Linked DNA regions of Rattus norvegicus: region 1 is linked to region 2. The links are chromatin contacts, called in public Hi-C maps. All regions are on one chromosome and are shown on one strand. Each heading gives the region's core, a stretch centred on a gene start, on an enhancer-like site or on the middle of the called end of the contact. The rest is flanking DNA. Distances are from core to core; before and after follow the strand shown.

Region 1 (2,700 bases), core at 119-2,618, 230 kb after region 2:
TGGTATACAAAGGTTTCTGGTTGCTAGTCTATGCCTTTTTGCACCTGAGATTTTTATCACACAGGTGTGACATTCTTTAAAAATCTGGGATGGAAGACCAGTGAGCCAGCTGCCGGCAAACCCAAACCACAACAAAAACAACAACAAAAAAAATCACCACCTTCTGGCTACCGGGTTTACCTACGTGATGCTCTCTGTGCATCTTGCTTCAATTAACTTCAAAATAGCGCTTTAATTAAGAGGGAAGCAGTGTAGAGTGAGGAGGAATCATCAGTGGAAAAGCAGATGTTGAGGCGCTTAAGTGATGGTTCGGAAAAGGCTCCTGAATTTCGATTCTCAGGACTCCAAAAGCTGCCCTCTGACCTTCACACTCAAGCCCTGGCTCGCGCCGCTGCCCCCACGCTTAATTTTCCTTCCTTTAATTAAAGAAAAGATAATCTCCAAAGTTCCTATTTCCAAAATTAGTGTTCCTTGAGTATCTCCCAGACGATCTCCTCGCGTAAGAGTAGAAGAATCTACACGGTCCTCGGAGGCGTGCGCACTGCGCCGGGAGGATGAATGAATGGAAGCCCGGCGCGTGTGAAATGCAGGTCTACGGCCAGCCGACCCGCTGGAGCGAACTGTAGGCCTCGCTCCTCCCCCTTCCCTCCTCCATGACAGCCCAGTCCCGGCGTGGAGGGGCCAGGACAATGTGATCACCTTCTCGGCCGGCCCCCTTCCCCGGCCCCCGGAGGTGCGCGACACGACCCCTGGGCGTGCTCTCCACTCAACGCCACAGCCCCCAGCTCCCCGCGGGACGCGCTCCCCTTCTTGCCGCGCCCCGCCCGCCCGGCCCCGCGCGCCCACCGGCTCCGCCAACCCACCCTCCTCCACAGCTTGAGAGCGCGGCCCGCACGAGGACCCCGGCGGCGGGGCGCGGGCGACGGCGAGGCGCCGCTGCCTCAGGCTCCCTCTGACTCTTTCAGGCCAGCTCGCCGCCCACCCGCCCCGCCAACCACGGTGCCCGCTAGGAGCCGCCCGCCCCACGCCCACCGGGACCCCAGACCGATCCCGCGCTGGCGGCCCGAGCCGCCCTCCGCCGGCCGCACCGCAGGGCCGCGCGGCGCCCCTCCCCCACCGACCCGGTGCCCGGGCCCCCACACGGCGTGTGCGCTCCACGCTGCCGCCGCCAGCCTCCCGGCGCCGAGGCTGCCCGCGGAAGGTCAGGCCGGTGGGAAAGGGGCAGGACGCGGCCGGAGGCGCTGTGCGCGCCGGGAACGCCGTCCTGCGGACAGTCCCTGAGCGGAGGAAGCCAGAGCGCGGGGACCTCGGGGGTGGGGGCCGAAGGCAATACTCACCGGTTCCACAGTCGCCATCTTAGATCGATCTGATCGCACAACCGCTCCTGAAGGGGGGGCGAGAGGAAAAAAATGAGATTCAAACCGGATTGGCCGGCTCCTGCCCACGTGACGGACGTGTCCGTTTGGCCCTGGCGGCGCCTGCGCAAGACTGCAGCTGCTTGGGGAACAAGAGGCTTCTGGGAAGTGGAGTCTCTTTTTTTTTTTTTTTTTTTCTCTTAAGGCAAGGAAGTTTTTTCTCCCAAAAAAAAAAAAAAGTGATCACGTGGTCGCTGGCGAGGGTGCGCGGCTCCCAGCGCCGCCCGCACTTCCTGCAGAGTAGGTTTTAGGCCTCTGCGGTGCAGCGGGCAGAGCTCCGGTTGCTCTCACTGCTGGGCATTCCTGCTGTGCCCTCTGTCGCCCAGTCCTCCCATCTTTCCTAGAAGGTTGAGAACTGCAGGCTCAGCACACGCAAGAAGGCTTCATTTGCTTAGCTGAGGTCCTAAGACAAGTTGCTTGTGTTTTTATTTAGTTTTCTTTTCGCCTCCCACCATTTTCTCTTGGTTTCAGAAAGAGGCGGCGATGGAGAGTCGTTGATGAGGTCTGCGTTCCCCCGTCCCCGGTCCACTAACGCGGGTGGTCCCTTGCTGCCATCGCTGCCCAAGCGGGTGGGCGGGCTTGCCCACGGTACCCACTCACACGCTTGGGGAAGGGGAGTGCACGCGTCGGCTTTTCCTGTTCCCAGTCCTGAGATGAAGGCGTCAGGGGTGAATCTTGCTGGACGTAAAAAGTTTGGAAAGTTCTGTCCAATCGGTTCCAGTATTCTGCTTGGACGTGAACGGAAATAGCCTACGTCCAGGTGCCAGCCAGGGAAGCCACTCCGGGCTCCGCTGACTCAGCCCTGGACTGAGGGTCAGGAGTCGTTAAGCCGGGTCAACTATGACTCTTGACGTTGACTCATGCTCCTTAGGCGAGTGACTTAATCACTCAGCGCCTCAGCTTTTTCATTTATGAACCAAAGATGATAATACACTTACCTCACAAGGGTGTGCTGTGGTAAGGACTGTAACCAGCTTTGAAAACGCTTCGGAATCTAGAAGCAAGCGCGTGCCTTCTAAGCACCGGCTGCCTCCGCCTCCGCTGCTGTTTTAACAATTTTTTTTCTTGACCCTGGGTCTCCTGTAGCGCACGGTGGCTTTGAACTTAAGATGTAGGGGAGGATGGTCTTGAACTGTTGATCCTCCTGCCTCCACCTCCCTGTCAAAGTACTGGGATTACTGGCACGTGCTGGTAGTGGGGGCGGGGAGAGCCCTTTTTTGCTGAGAGGGATGGAACTCGGGGCTTCGGAGTGCTAAATAAGCACTCTACCAACTGAGTTATATCC
Region 2 (2,700 bases), core at 200-2,699:
CTCTGAGAGAAAATAAGCGGGTGAGTGAGGTGGGGGCGGGGAGGGTTCAGAACATAGGCATATCTACAACTATTCTCACAGTTGTGTGTGTCTACGGCAAACAGCCACAATTAAGGGGAGTCCAGATTAAAACGTTCTGGATTCAGACCACTGGATCATTTGTTTACCTCGCAGAAACTTGGGGATATCCCCCACGGACGGCCACCATCTTTACCTCCCACGGAGAGAGGGGTGCCAGGGAGGAAGGCGACCGGATGGGAAGAGGTGGGCTGAAAAATAACATGGTCTGCCAACCAGTGCCAACCAACCAACCAACGAACCATTTCCCCCCTTGTCCTAGAGAACTCTTTGTCTGGTTGCTGAACACGTTTGTAAGGTCGCAGTAAAGAACCAAAACAAAAGAGTAGGGTCCCAACCTGATTACAATAGGCGCCCCGCACAAGGCAGTGCCAAGCAGAGCACGGTTTGAAGCCGGTGTGCAAGCAGCGGCTCACCTGCTTAGCCAGTAAAACAGGTCTTCCACACCTTCTCTCCTTTGCATGTCTCCGAGGGTTCCTAAAACCCGGCCCGCTGTGTGTCACCCCTTTAAAGAGGGAAGACGTGAGGCACACGCACGCCGAAACATATGTTGACTGATGACTAGTTATTCCACAAGGATACACAGAGAAATAAATCCCTCCACCCCTCACGCCCACTTGGCCAGCCCATTATGCAAAGGGAGCGCTTTACTGCCGGAGAGGAGCATGCAGGACGTGTTATTTACGTGCACATTACAGAGCCACACACCACGGCATCTGCATCCTACACAAAGCCGGAGATGGTGCAAGGAGATACACGCTGAGCACGGCACAGACCAGCCGCGGCAACACCGAGCCAAGCCCTCGGCCAATCAGATCGGCTCTGGAAGGTGGATCTCGGGGTCGGCTCTGCCCGATTAGCCTGCCCCATTATGACACCACGCTCTGCCCAACATCCAGATCCCACGGGAAGCAAATCTAATCCGTGTGCTCCCTCGTTTCTCAAACTGCCGAGCCGTCCTCCCATCTGTACCCAAGCTATTCGCCCCACACACACACCCCCGAAAAAAAAAGAAAGAAAAGAAAGAAAAATGCCACCCTAAGGCCTGGCTGCCCCCTGCCCGGCTCGGTTCCTCTTTTCACCTCCTCCCGGTCCTGGAAAGGATGAAGTGTTTTTCTCTCCCATGCTCGAGCCGGGAAGGCGGAAGGTAGACGCCTCTCGCCGCGACTGGGGCAGGCGCCCCGGGGGCGGCGAAAAGTAAAGGCAGCGACCGCGGCGAGGGACCGTCGCCCACCCACCCTCCACAACACTTGGAAGCCCAGGAGCGCTCCAACTTACCCAAAATATGACATTGAAGCCAAAAATGAAGTATTTGATGCAACAACTGACTTCAGGACCCTTGTAGTGCTTCCCGGACATCCTCTGGGTTCATGAAGACACTTGCCCCGCCAGCCCGAGTTTGGAGCCCCGGAGCACCGCGGCTCGGAGCAGCCCGGCGAGCAGTGGGGCACGCGGGGCTCAGCCGCGCGGACCGAGCGGCTCCGGCACCTCCAGCCGCGGGCCTCCGAGGCCGCCGGGGCGCGGTGGCCGCAGCCTCCGGGAATGCTCGTCGAACCGGCGCGGAGCACAAAGCGGGAGCTCCGCGTCCGTGCGCCAGGCGGCGGGTCCGGCGCTCGGTCCCCGGGCTCCGGGCAAAGGCGGCCGCGCAGATGCCGGCGGAGACGCTGCCCGCCGCCCGCTCGCGCGCCTCCCACCGCTCGCTCCTCCCGCCGCTCGCTCCGCCCGCCCCGGCCCGCAGCTCCGCCCGGCGCCTGGGTCGGCGAGGCGCGCGCGCGCTCGACTCGTGCTCGGGAGCTCCCGAGAGGCGGCCGCACGACGCAGCCGCGCCACCTCTGTCGCGGTCCGCGTGTCCCTCTGTTTCTTCGCCTCCTTGCTCCCCGCCCCTTCTTCCCGATCCTCTAGCCGCCGGGAGAGACAAGGGAGCACCCCTCAGCGCGCTGATTTAGAGGAGCCAGGGTAGAAGGACCGACCCTGGTGGATGAGCTACGGATCCTTTTCTCGGCCACCAGCAGCTCTGGAGGGACCCTTAAAAAGAGAGTGGCTTCGGGGTATGAGGACTGGGTGAGCGCCCGCCTCCTAACACACACGCGCGCTCACACAGACACACAGAGACAGGGTCCTCTAGCTATCTAACCACACCGACCTCCTCCTCCTCCTGCTGCTGCTGCACTATGAGGAAGAGCGGACGCCTTGCCACCCAACAGCAGAGTAGAGTGTCGCGGGTGGGCTTTGTTGAGGTGTTCAAGATGGATCTAGGCCGTTAAAGAAGAGAGAATTGGGGAGTGGGCATCTCAAAGGATACTCTCAATCCCTCCAAGACCAACCCACTCTTCCCAACGGCCAAAGAAATGAACCTCATCCTGCAAATGGAGGTGAGAAAGGGGAACTGGCCCAGAGGAGTCCTGACCCAGGTTCTCATCCAGAGCACGAACTTCTTCCCACCGTTGATGGATATTGTCTAAGGAATATAACTGCTTTCTAACTGAGGAAGCGATCCAGGAGTTACATACAGGACTGTCTTCCTCTGGGAAATGCCAATTGGGTTTGTAGATACAGAGCACTTCAACCTCTGGGAGAGAACAGAACTTAGAGGGAGGAAACTTTGAGAAGGCGGGGGGGGGG

What was found. Hi-C and Micro-C count contacts between places; a contact is called where the count stands out from the background.
Region 1: a contact with region 2 is called in a Hi-C map of frontal cortex, with 1.7 times the contacts expected there. The contact joins the promoter of Eif4e here to the promoter of LOC134485690 in region 2. A contact is called at or near these places in 1 of 12 Hi-C or Micro-C datasets (frontal cortex) and 1 of 1 datasets of contacts at active chromatin or transcription factors (oligodendrocytes).

Annotation. Positions count from the first base shown.
Region 1 is chr2:229,739,421-229,742,120 of GRCr8, reverse strand. Eif4e (eukaryotic translation initiation factor 4E) reads right to left here and starts at 1,368. Exons shown (of 7, transcript NM_053974.2): 1 at 1,338-1,368. The coding sequence starts at 1,355. It overlaps Mir1956 (microRNA 1956), which reads right to left and starts at 2,226; the gene lies at 2,164-2,226.
Region 2 is chr2:229,966,318-229,969,017 of GRCr8, reverse strand. LOC134485690 (CRACD-like protein) reads left to right here and starts at 1,449. Exons shown (of 3, transcript XM_063282750.1): 1 at 1,449-2,450. The coding sequence starts at 1,449. The coding sequence ends at 2,024. It overlaps Tspan5 (tetraspanin 5), which reads right to left and starts at 1,442. Exons shown (of 8, transcript NM_001004090.2): 1 at 1,357-1,442. The coding sequence starts at 1,437.